Regions from separate parts of the Callithrix jacchus genome. Here region 2 is linked to region 1. A link is a contact called in public Hi-C data. All regions are on one chromosome and are shown on one strand. The core of a region is the stretch at or near the end of the contact, and the rest is flanking DNA. Distances in the headings are between cores, read along the strand shown. Region 1 holds the start of GAB1 (GRB2 associated binding protein 1). Region 2 overlaps USP38 (ubiquitin specific peptidase 38).

Region 1 (6,050 bases), core at 185-2,684:
TCATATTTTTAGCACTTTTATCTGATTAGATGATCTTCTGAAATTTGCTTTGGGGCTTTTTCACAAATAAATTGGAGAAGATGTTTCTATTATAGAATCATGTTAAACTCAGGACCAGGTATAATAATTGTGAAACACACAAGTAGGCAAATAGAACTAGGGCACCCAGTAAGTTTCCCTTTTCTTTTTTCTTTGAGATGTAGTTTCCCTCTTGTTGCCCAGGCTGGAGCGCAGCCCAGGTTGAAGCGGTTCTCCAGCTTCAGCTTCCTGAGTAGCTGGGATTACAGGTGCCCGCCACTACACCGGTCTAATTTCGTATTTTTAGTAGAAACTGTGTTTCTCCATGTTGATCCCGAATTCCCGAGGCTGGTCTCGAATTTCCGACCTTAGGTGATCCACCCACCTGGGCCTCGCAAAGTGCTGGAAAGACAGGCGTGAGACATCGCGCCCGGCCAAATTCCCCGCCGGGTCCAGCATCCCAACAGTAGATTTCAAACAAATACAAAGTTAAGTGGAAGAAATAGGCAACAAATGGAGGGAGTGTGAGACTTCAAAATGTCCCAGAGATAGGATCCAATCAAATCCTTGGCCCCACCAAGCGCCCCCATCACTCTGGCCCGACGGCTCCAGAGACCAGCCCAGGCCAGCCCTAGTGGGTCCCCATCTGTCCTCCCCTCCAAGCTGGGAGCACCCGGGCCCTCTTGGTCTATCCTTTAGTCTCGCGCAGCGGGGACCGGCAGGATGGTGGTCTCCTGTGGATTTTGCTTTTCAGGCTGTCAAGTAGAGAAAATCCCGAAACTCCTAGTCTCGGGCGCAGCATAAACTCCGAACTGGCGCCCAGGCTGAGTCAAGATGGCAAACCTCGGGTAAACATTCGAAAGTGCCTCGGTCCTCCCCGCCCCCGAGCCCGGTGCCTCTGCCCTAGCCGAGGCCTCTGCTGTCCTCCTGGGCGATGAGCCGGCTGGGGGCCGCCGGACGGCGGAGGACCTGCTCCTGCTTTCCGAACTACAGATCCCAGGGTGCCTCTCGGACTCGCGCTCCCTCCCTCTCTCGCTCCCTCCCTTTATCCGCCTCCTCCCCCGGCCCTTGTTGTTTTGGCTCGAAGCGCTCCGGCGGAGTTTCAGAGAAAGTCTGGGCAGAAACCGGAGCCGGGCCTGAACGTGGGAAGGGGAGGAGGAAAGGGAGGAAGAGGGAGCTCGGAGGCCGGGAGAGGGAGAGATCGGGATCTCGGGCCGAGCCGCTCAGAACCTGCCGCGCGCCCCGGGGTGGGGGAGGCGGCGGGGGAGGAGCGCGAGGGGACGGGACAGCGGGATCCCTCCCAGGAGCCAAGCCGCTCAGTGCCTTGTTCCTCCGCCGCTCCCCGCCCTCTTCGGCGGCCGCGAGAGCGGACCCACCCTCCGGCTCGACCTGCGACCTCCCTGCGCCCGCGGCTCAGAGACGCCCGGCGCTTCGCCGCCAACCCTGCGGCTCCCTCTGTGACCCGGGACCAGCCCCGCGCCGGCTGCCCGCGGGCGGCTCGCGGTTTCCCCTGTCCACGGTGTTCCTCGTGAGCCAAGAAGTGACCCACCCTCCCCCTAGGAGGGGAAGGAGGAACGCCCGGTCGCACCGAAACCGAGGGCGGGCGAGCGAGAGTGGGCACCGCGCGGGGCATTGTGTCTGTGTGTGTGCGTGAGCCGCGCTGTGTCTGTTTCGGAAAGCGCTCTAGGGAGGTCTTGTCCCTAGGGGGCGGAGCGCAAGGGACCGCGGCTGCTGCTCCGAGTCGGGGCAGAATCCCGCAGAGTCCGAGCGCTGCTGAGGCGGCTAGCGAGACGGCACCCCTGAAGACTAGGCGGGCGCCCTGAAAGGAGGCCGGCGCGCCCGCCGCCCCGGCTGGCGTTCTGTTCAGGTTCACCGGCCTGCAGAGGAGAGACTCGAACTCCAGGAACCCGCGCGCCTTGGAGCCCGTCCGCCCCGTCGGCCCGGAGTGCGCGACCGGGAGAGCGAGGTTCTCGCCGCTGCGCGCTCGACAGGCGTCGGCTGTGTCGGGAGCGCGCCCGCCGCCCCTCAGCTGCGGGGCCGGGAGTCCGAGACGCGCGCACCATGAGCGGTGGCGAAGTGGTCTGCTCCGGATGGCTCCGAAAGTCCCCCCCGGAGAAAAAGTTGAAGCGTTATGTAAGTAGAGCTGCAGGCGCAGATCCGCCGACCTCGGTGTCCACACCCCTCCCCGGTCGGCTCGCGGGCGGCTGCAGCTGGCCGCGCACGGGGTTGGTTCTTAAACGAATGCCGGTCTCTTTCCCCTTGGCCTCTACCCCGGGTGCCTTACACTCACTCACGCCCAGGCATCCACTTGGCCGGACAACTTTCTTCCACCAGGTTCCCGACAGCCTGCTTTGCAGGCCTGCTCGCCCCGTAAGAGGGCCCAGACTTGCGGTTAAACTCCTGCTGCACGCTTCTCTTCTTCCTTAGGAAGGATGGGGTGCGATGGAGAGAGGCGCCTTCTCCCTGATTTATTCCTGCATCTGATTATTAGGGGGCTGATGGGTGCTAAAGTTCCCGCACCGGGAAAACCGCCGAGGTTTTAGGGCTCACCAGCCCTGTCTTTGGTGGGGCGCGCTCCCTCTCCTCCGCCCCTCGAGATAGGTTGCGGGAAGCAGGCTGTAGACCTGAGGAGTTGGTAGTAGAGACAAGCATAGCGAATGCCCGCAAAAAGGAAAGAAAGGAAAGTTATTACGCGCCCTGCCGTTTGCTTAGCAGGGTTCACATTTTCGCGGTTTTGCATTGAGGGACTTTGGAGTTTGGCCCGGTAGTCTTGGCGGTTTGCTGCGAGAGGAGGGCGCTGGGGGGAGCCTAGTGGCTGGTGTTTGGGCGCCTTGGATGTGCTGTCAAACTCGGCGGGAGGAGACAGCTGAAGCCAGAAGGGATTTCAGTTGCTGTCCTTTCCCAGGGAACCAGAGTGGCTTTAATGGTGTCTGTGTAATTGATACAAGATGCTATATGTTAAACCATTTTAGTTGTTAGGAAAAATATTCCTTGAAAGTATCAATCTTACTTTAGTGGAAAGCTGTGTCCTCTTCAGAGGTCTGGGAACGAATTCTTCCTTCCCATTGGTTGTTTTGTCGGTGCCCTCTTGCAAAGGAAAGAAATGACACTTTTCTCCTGGCGTCTGGACCAAATTTTTTTTCTAGTAAAATGTGTTTGCAAAAGCAAAATTTATGCCCCCTTAAATGTAGTATAAATTTAATGCCTGTACTAATGGAACCTGTTTGTCGTTGAAGAATATCTACACTCAGTATTAGAGCTCAGGTTAATCCTATTAGTCACTGTTTGCTTTCATAGAACAGAGTGAAGTACACAGAGTGAAGCATTTAACTTCACTGACAACTCATCAGTAAATTTCTGATTTACTTTCTGCCAGAATTTGTTATAGACAAGTAATTTTACTGAAGGACTTGATACTGCAAATCATAAGAAAGCTCCCCGGAGATGTGTAATTCCTCTAAATCCTGTCTCTCCATCAGTTTTCCTGAATATCCTAGTAAAAACGCTAACTTTATTCCAAAAATATGACAGGCAATTTTTTTATCCCACCTGTTTTAAAGAGAAAGGGGTGTGTGTGTGTAGAGAGAGAGAGAGAAAGAAAGAGATAGGGGTAGGGAGTATATTTGTTTTGAGAAGGCCCAGTTTAGGAAAGACAGATTCTTAAAGGAACTAAAGAATAACACATTTGCTGAACAAGAAAGTGATAATAGAGGTTTAATGCATTCTTTCACATGGTTAGTTCATGGCTGACTCAAAAGATACCAAGCACTGTATTGGACACCAACCATAAGGTCAGAAAATACAGTAGGAAAAAAGCCCTGCCTTTTGGGCTTAGAATTCAATTGCACTATTAACCAGGAAAAAATCAACCAAAAAGATTATGCCTTCACAAGAAAAACAACCAAAAGGAAACTATAATTTGATTATTACAACTGTTTTCTCAGGTAGGTGTCATCTCTATTTTACAGAAGAGAAAACAGGCCTGCATTTGAACCAGATCTGCCTGATTGATTGGACTGTAAAAGATTAATGACTCTCACATACTTCATTTCAAATGTGGAGCTTAGACTAGGACATCTCTAAAGGACCTTCAGGTTCACACCTGTAATCCGAGCACTTTGGGAGGCTGAGGTGGGTGGATCTCCTGGGGTCAGGAGACCAGCCTGGCCTACATGGTGAAACTCCGTCTGTACTAAAAATACGAAAAATAGCTGGTGTGGTGGTGCACGCCTGTAATCCCAGTGACTGGGGAGGCTGAAGCAAGAGAAATGCTTGAACTTGGGAGGTGAAGGTTGCAGTGAGCGGAGTTGGTGCCACTGCACTGCAGCCTGGGCCACTGGGTGAGATTCCGTCTCAAAAACAGCAACAACAACAAAATAAAGGTACTTGCAGATTATAATTTTTCCTATAACCGAATATTAGTTGAGAATACAAGAATGAGGTGGGCTATAGATCAGATGCACAGCGCTAAAGAAATGAAAGACCTGGTCTTTGCCTTTAAGTAGCTTTTTGAGTCTTTGGGACCTTGAAACAAGCATATGTGAAAAAGTCAAGCAATAGTGCAAAGTGGTATATGACTGCGTAAGTTGAGTGGTATAAATATTTTTTGGCTGGTGTGAGAAACAAGTTCAATGTAGACTGAAGCCATGGGAACATTTGAGAGAGACAGGGGGCTGCCTACATTGTGTTTTCCTCAGGAGGATGAATATGCCTAACAGCTTGGGAGAAACTAGGTTTTTCCTTCCCTGGTGTGGCACTGGTGTTTTCTTTACTTAAGCATGAAGTGGATGGAGATGGTCCAGGAAGACAATGGACAGGGTGGCTGTCACAATAGAGGAAACCAGCATGGGTGTTATGAGTTAAACAAGGCTTGTATTTTAGCTGTTAGGTTGGTGGCCCAGAAGATTTTGACATTCCCAGATTATTGATCTTTTGGCTTTGGTGTCCAGTTTAGATGGTTTTTGCTAAAGTAGCTTTGACCATCAAAGATACAGGCACTACACATGCATCTCCTATGCTTGTTTTCTTTTCATGTAGAATGTTTATCTTTCTGGATAAAGGAAACATCGTTGGCCACCCAGTAGGTAAAATGTTTCTGGATAATGATTTGTGATGAATGGATTTGCTGTGAAAAGGTATCTTGGATGCTTGGTACTGTAATTATTAAATGAGACTTCGGGGAGTTTGAGCATCATGATTCTGTTTGGAAATATTTGGCCCATGGGGCTTTGACAGTTGTCTCACTGTTTATAGCATTTGTAAGGTAGACCTTAAAAGGGCTTTTAAGTGACAAAAAATTTGTTTTAGTTTTGTTTTATTTGATTTTTTTGAGACAGAGTCTTGCTCTGTCACTCAGGCTGGAGTGCAGTGGCACGATCTTGGCTCACTGCAACCTCTGCCTCCCAAGTTCAAATGATTCTGCTGCCTCAGCCTCCCAAGCAGCTGGGACTACAGGCGCTGGCTACCACGCCCAGCTAATTTTTTGTGTTTTTAGTAGAGACAGAGTTTCATTGTGTTAGCGGGATGGTGTTGATCTCCTGACCTCATGACCCTCCTGCCTGGCCTCCCAAAGTACTGGGATTATAGGCATGAGCCACTGCGCCCAGCCTGTTTTAGTTTTTTTTTTTTTTTTTTTTTTTTAATTTATTTTTAGAGAGTCTTGCTCTGTCGTCCAGGCTGGAGTGCAGTGGCATGGTCTTGGCTCACTGCAACCTTTGTCTCCCAGATTCAAGTGATTCTCCTGCCTCAGCCTCCCCAGTAGCTGGGATTACAGGCATGCACCACCATGCCCAGCTAATTTTTGTATTTTTAGTAGAGATGAGATTTTGCCATGTTGGCCAGGCTGGTCGCAAACTCCTGACCTCAGGTGATCCGCCTGCTTCAGCCTCCCAGAGGTCTGGGATTACAGGTTCTGAGCCACTATGCCTGGCCTTAAATTGTTTTAGTTTTATCTTTAAAGCCATCTCAAATATGGCCCCCAATAAATTCCATTTACAACTCCATGTAATGTTTACTGTTTCATAATCGACTCA
Region 2 (6,442 bases), core at 2,861-5,360, 130 kb before region 1:
GAACCTTTGGCTGCAAAATGTTTTTTAAAAATGAAATGTTAGGAAATAATTTTTGTGCTAACATTAAAATTATAACTTTTGAAAGGAATTAGATTTTCCAGAAGTAAAATCTGATGGTTCTAAATCAATGAGTGTGATAGTTCATTTTTAACTCTTCGAAGAATTCAGAGTAAATGAATCCAGCTAAGTAAAAAATCTTTCTTGATTTTGTTACTTATTCCTCAGAATATTAAACATTGATCACTTATTTTTAGAGTTGTACATTTGACTTTTTGTTTGTTTGTTTCAGTCATATGTTTTGCACATTTGTTTCTGTTTTCAAAGTTTTAGATAAAATGTTAAAATGCCAAACCCTACCTTCCTATACTTTCTTTTGCCAGGAAACTGGAAACATGTCATTTCTCCTGAGTCTGGATTATACAGTACTCACGAGTTATCCCAGTTATCCCCCTTCCTAAAGGTTTTAACTTATCCACAGTTGTGCATTGTTCTGAAGATTGGTCTCATTTATTTTGAAAACATTTTAAGGAAAGAATGTTCTTGGGTGATTTGGAGTTTATCTTTTTCCCAAGCTTTTATGGCAGTGGTTAAAAAACAGAAATCCTCATGTTTATTCCACTACCTCCCATTCCTAACCTGTTCCTAGTCACCAGGAAGATTAGAAAAGCAGATTACATTAAAAACTGAAAATTATTTGCAGATTTAATCAAGGTTCTCCTCCTTATAAATGAATGAATCAGTTATCCTGCTTTTCTGTGATCTTCCGTTCCCAATAGTGAATTTCTGAACTACCCTGTGTATTCAGTTATCCACTTACTTGCTAGTAACTTATGATCAGATTATATCAGTCTTGGCATTTATTGAAATTGGTAAAGTCATTTAATACTTGGTAGATTGATATTGGACTAAGATGCTTCTAGGAACTTTCATAAAAGCAATTACACTTACGCAGCTTTATCTGTGAATATCAGGTCTCTCAAGGATTTTATGTATCAGGATAATATATATTGACTTTTTAAAATGATAAAATGAATTCTAGTTAGTATCCACAATGGACTGGTTCCAGAACGCCATCCCCTGATATTGAAATCCACAGATGCTCAAGTTCCTTATATAAAATAGCACAGTATTTTCATATAACCTATGGACATCCTCCCATATTCTTTAAATAATCTCTAGATGATTAGATATGGTTGCATAGCACTTACATTGTGCTATGTAATTGTTATATTGTTTTTTCATTTGTATTATCCTTTATAATATTTATTGGTTTTTTAAACTTTCTATCCAAAGTTGTCTGAATCCACAGATAGAGTCTGAGGATTCAGAAAGCTGACTGAATATAGTAACACTGAGAGTATTCAAATGATAACTTTATACCAATACCAAAAATTTGAAGACTTCCTTTTAACATTAAAAATATAGTAACCTTTTAAATTATTTGTTGAATTCAACATATGTGGAACCAGAATAATCGAAGATTCATTCAAAACCTATGCAGCTGAACTTTTTTAGTAAGGTAATACTCAGGACTGCTCTGATTCTAACAGATCCCTGTTACTTAATTACAGATTTATTTATCATATTAGGTTTTTTCTTACTCCTGTATTTCTAACCCTTGTACTTAGCTCCAATTCTAGGAAATTCTGTTGTGAAGTTTGACTCTGAAGACTGAGTAAAGTAGAATTGCTGTTTGTCTTTTCTTTAGTCCAAAGTAATCAGTTTAAATGAAGTTGCTCATTGCTGCTAAGAAGCATTAGGCCTCACTGCTAGCAAAAATGAAAAACTATAAAATCTGAGTTTGTTTCTTTCAAAGATGTTTATTGACACATTTAAAAAAGTAAAAAATTGTTTTGATATATGCAAAGAAGGAAATATATATGATGTCAAAACAAGCCCCGGTAACCTATCCACTAAGCAGTTGCCTAGGCAACTCTGACTTACAGCGTTAACATATCTCAAATTGGAGGAAGGGTTCTAGCTCATTCTCCAAGCATCTTCCTACTGCCTCTCTTCCAGCTAAATAATCAGAGAAGCAGGGCAACATATGCCTGGAGATCCCTGACTTTTGTCTCCATATCTTAAATTATTGGTAGAGCCTTTGGATATAGAGATAAAAATCTATTATGATGTCTAGAGGTATTCGGGGGGGGTCCATGTGAAAGGTTCAAACAGCACATTTGGAAAGAATAAAAATATTTCAAGCTAAGTCTTAAGTTTAAGTCATTTTTTTTTTCTCTTTAGTTCTGTTATTTGTATCATAATATTATTTACAAAGGTAGTAGTTGTCTTTTAACATACTACCTCTTTAAAGCTATTCTCTTATAATAAGTGGGGTTGGATGCTTATTGTTTGCCCAGCACAGTTTAGGAGAAAAATAATTTGTCCAGTTACTGGAAATCTTCATTTTGCTGCTGTGTACTTTGTTCCAGGTTTTAATTCTCAGCTATCTTTTCCTATGATTGTGTACTTCATAAAATATATTCCATACAAAGAGCACTTTAAAAATGAGTATTTCAAAAATACTATACATTTATATATATTTTTTCTCATAAAAATGCTATAGTTTATATATCCTTTCATCATTCATTTTTTCTAATGAGTTTAGATTTCTAAAACTAAATAGTCCTGAGGTAGAGAAGAGTAAGTTATTCACATTTTACAGAAAACTTATTAGGAAATGCTAACTGGTTGTCATTAGCAACTCAGTGACATCATCCAGAAGAGTAAGGTTAAATCTTGGATAATGCAAACCTGTAAGTAGGAAGTTAAAGTACAACAGTAAGGAAATGTGAATTAAAAGTTGTTATCCCAAAGAAACAAATAATTCTAAAATATAAGCAATGTCCTATGTATATTCTTAAGCTTTATCAAACTGTTCCATATCTTCAACGTTAGCCTGTGTTAATTTTTTAACAGAGTCCTTTTTTAGAAGTGAACAAACCTCAAAATGAATGGGGGATTAAAAAAAAAACACCACTTTGAAAAAAGCTAGCTTGTTTAAAAAAAAAAAGCTTTCTCATATGAAGAAGTTTGGAATAATAATTATAGAAATAATTTTTAAAGAAATGAGAATCAAGATTTTTATAAAATCAGCAATCTAGGTTTCACAAATTCAAAAGGATTTATTATGTAAAACCAGTAGCCCCAGTTACATAACCAGAGTGGACTTAATATTAAAAATAGAATCTAAGAAGTCAGCCAAGTGTATTGCCAGCTCTCATCAGTGTCTGTTATGACCTGCAGTTGTTTTTCTCTTCATGGATCTCATGTTTTCATCTTTTGCTTGTGTTGTTGAAATACACACACACACCCCTTGATTTCAGAGGGTGAAATATTTAGGCTTTCCTGGCCAGATCATCAGTTTTTATCTTTGCATTTCATGTTAAGATCACCTGAAGAGCTTTTTTTAAAATAATAACACGTCCAAGCCTCATCTCAGACCTCACATGATTTTAATGTGCCACCTGGGTTGAGAACTAACTGGACTACAAAAGGAATTTTTTCCCCTAGTAGGTCTTTCGTTCAAGGGGATTATCAACGTATGCTGAGAGTCTACCATGTGCTGGATGCTGGCAGATATTTATGTGTCTTTTTAACTTATACCAGCCCTATAAGTGGGCTCATACCCATATCCTCCCTCACACCTTAATGGGCAAAGAAAATAAAGATTCCAATTAAGGAACTTGCTTAACATCACGCACCTAGTAAAAATCAGAACTAAGATTTTAACCCAAGCATTCAGAACTCCAAAGTCAATACTCTAATAAAGCGACAGGACTTAAACAAATTACATATTAACAAACGCTTAATGAATTTTATAAAATGAAATCTCAGTGTATTTCACTTAACCTTTTGCACTCCAAACGTGATTCTTTAAGAAAAATAAAATCTACTTTGTTCAAAACTATATATATAAAGGGTTGAGAAATGTTGTTCTTAACAAACTCATGTGTTAAACCCATCTAGTTTCTGCTTGCTTTACTAGCCTTATCTCTTCCATTCTTGCCTTTATGTCCTCTCACGCATATTGGACCTTACATCATTTTTATTCACACAGCACCATATATTTGTCGTCTTGAGACCTTTGTACAGGCAGTTCTCAGGATAGCATACCATTTGCCTCACCCTACTTTCTCTTCCCAGCTTTCAGCTGACTAATTGCCTCTCACTCTTCAGTATGTTCATATCTTCTCATACTGACCTCCCAAACTGATTAGTCCTCCCCTTTATCCTGGGGTATTGTGCTTTCCTTTGAGAAGGCCATGGCTTAGCAGTGGGGCTAAATTAGCACTGGAGCAAAGGCCAATTCTTTACAGTGTAAAGTTTATACCCAACAAAGAATAAAAGTAGGTCTTAAAAGGATCAAATTCTAATGCTGGTTAAATTCTTTAATTTATCTGCAACCCTCTTTAAAGAAATGCAGGCCAGGCACAGTGGCTCATGCCTGTAATCTCAGCACTTTGAGGGGCCAAAGCAGGCGGATCACAAGGTCAGCAGTTCGAGACCAGCCTGACCAACATGGTGAAACCCTGTCTCTACTAAAAATACAAAAATTAGCTGGGCATGGTGGCATGCATCTGTAGTCCCAGTTACTCAAGAGGCTGAGGCAAGAGAATCGCTTGAACCCAGGAGCAGAGGTTGCAGAGAGCCAAGATCATTGCACTGCACTCCAGCCTGGGTGACAGAGCAAGATTCTGTCTCAAAAAAAAAAAAAAAAGAAAGAAAGAAATGCAGTATACATTAGCCAGCATTTGATCAAAACATATGAGTCATTCGAAGAAGGAGGAAAATCCAGAAATTATGGTAAGAAAAGAATTTGTGAAAATTATGAGGAAAAATGGAAGATCCAAGAGTTAATTATCTAAGAGAAAATTAAAAGCACCCAGGGGAAAAGAATATAAGGTCAGCAAACAATACCCAGCACATAGGCCAAGTCTATGCTGCATCCCGTAAGTTTTATTGGAACACTGCTATACCTGTGATAGATTATGTATGACTATTTTTACACTACAATGGTAGAGCTGAGTAGTTGTCACAGAGACCATATGTATTAGTTTGTTCTCCTACTGCTGTAAAGAACTGCCCAAGACTAGGTAATTTATAAAGAAGAGGTATAATGACTCAACAGTTCTGCATGGCTTGGGAGGCTTCAGGAAACTTACAATCATGGCGGAAAAGGAAGCAGACACTACAAGGTGGCAGGCAAGAGACAGCAGGGAAAACTGCCTTATAAAACCATCAGATCTCCTAAGAACTCCCTATCCTAAGAACACCATGAGGGAAATCACCCCCATGATCCAGTCACCTCCCACCAGGATCCTCCCTCAATACCTGGAAATTAAATCCAAGATGAGATTTGGGTGGGAACACAAAACCTAACCATATCACCATATGGCCTGCAAAGCCTAAACTATCCACTATAGTAGAGAAAAAAATTCTGATCCTTGATATAGAGAAACAAAAGACCAGTCATTTTAACAGAATATGAAATACAGAAGATAGTGGAATGGCATCTAAAGAGTACAGAAGCGGGGAAAAAAAGTCACCCTAGTGAATATTCACTATATCCAGTGAATATTTATTCAACATTAAGGTGAAATAGATATTTTTAGACAAAAGCTGAGAGAATTTTTTTCTTGAATATTTGCACTACAAGATAGGTTAAAATTCTTCAGGCTGAAGAGAAAAAACATGCCAGATGGAAACTTGGATCTATAAAAAGGAAAGAAGGTTTGGAAATGGATCTGACACCACTGAATCAATTTACAAAACAAGAAAGCAGGGACAGTTTTGGGAAGCTCAAGACACACTGTGCCCATGAGCAGCAATTTGGACCTCCTGCTCCACCCACTGTGCATCAAACGTACACTGAACACAAAGAGCCCCAGTAAAAGTATAAACATGAACTAACACAGAGGTGGGCAAACTACAGCCTCTGACCCAGCCACCTGTTTATGTAGAATCCAAAATAAGAATGTTTAACTGACACACAAACTTCTAGAATTGAATTTAGCAAGTCCCCTAAATACAAAGGCAATATACAAAATTCATGGGTATATTAATACACCAGTGACAGGTATTTGAAGATGAAATTTTAAAATATTTACAATAATGTAAAAAATCAATTTTTTAGAAATCTAGAAACAGTTTTTTAGAACTAAAAGATGCATAAGACTGCCATGCAATGCCACAAAACATTATTTAGGATATTAAAGAAGACCTAAATAAAGTATAGCTTGGAAGACTCAATATTATAAATACCTAATTTTTCCTCAAAATAAATGGTTAACTTTTCCCAGTCTATAGAATCAATGCAATCCGAATCTTGGAATTCTATTTTGTATTGAGCCGACTCTGAAGTGTAAAGGGGAAAATTCCAAAAATTGTCAAGACTTTTGGAAATAAGGAACAAGGTAGAATGACTTTCTTTACAAGATAA

Evidence for each region. Hi-C and Micro-C count contacts between places; a contact is called where the count stands out from the background.
Region 2: a Hi-C map of skeletal muscle shows a contact between it and region 1, with 2.6 times the contacts expected there. The contact joins the enhancer-like site here to the promoter of GAB1 in region 1. A contact is called at or near these places in 2 of 3 Hi-C or Micro-C datasets (both in skeletal muscle).

Annotation. Positions count from the first base shown.
Region 1 is chr3:53,400,944-53,406,993 of calJac240_pri, reverse strand. It overlaps GAB1 (GRB2 associated binding protein 1), which reads left to right and starts at 1,434. Exons shown (of 10, transcript XM_008992656.5): 1 at 1,434-2,151. The coding sequence starts at 2,080. It also overlaps the pseudogene LOC128931554.
Region 2 is chr3:53,532,494-53,538,935 of calJac240_pri, reverse strand. It overlaps USP38 (ubiquitin specific peptidase 38), which reads left to right. Exons shown (of 9, transcript XM_035292908.3): 9 at 1-247. Among named protein-coding and RNA genes, the nearest start is that of USP38, 44 kb to the left of the region's middle. Within about 2 kb of position 4,110, at least 2 of the 16 cell types and tissues checked have an H3K27ac peak or open chromatin away from gene starts, as enhancers often do. A contact at or near this core is called in skeletal muscle, where this site is marked.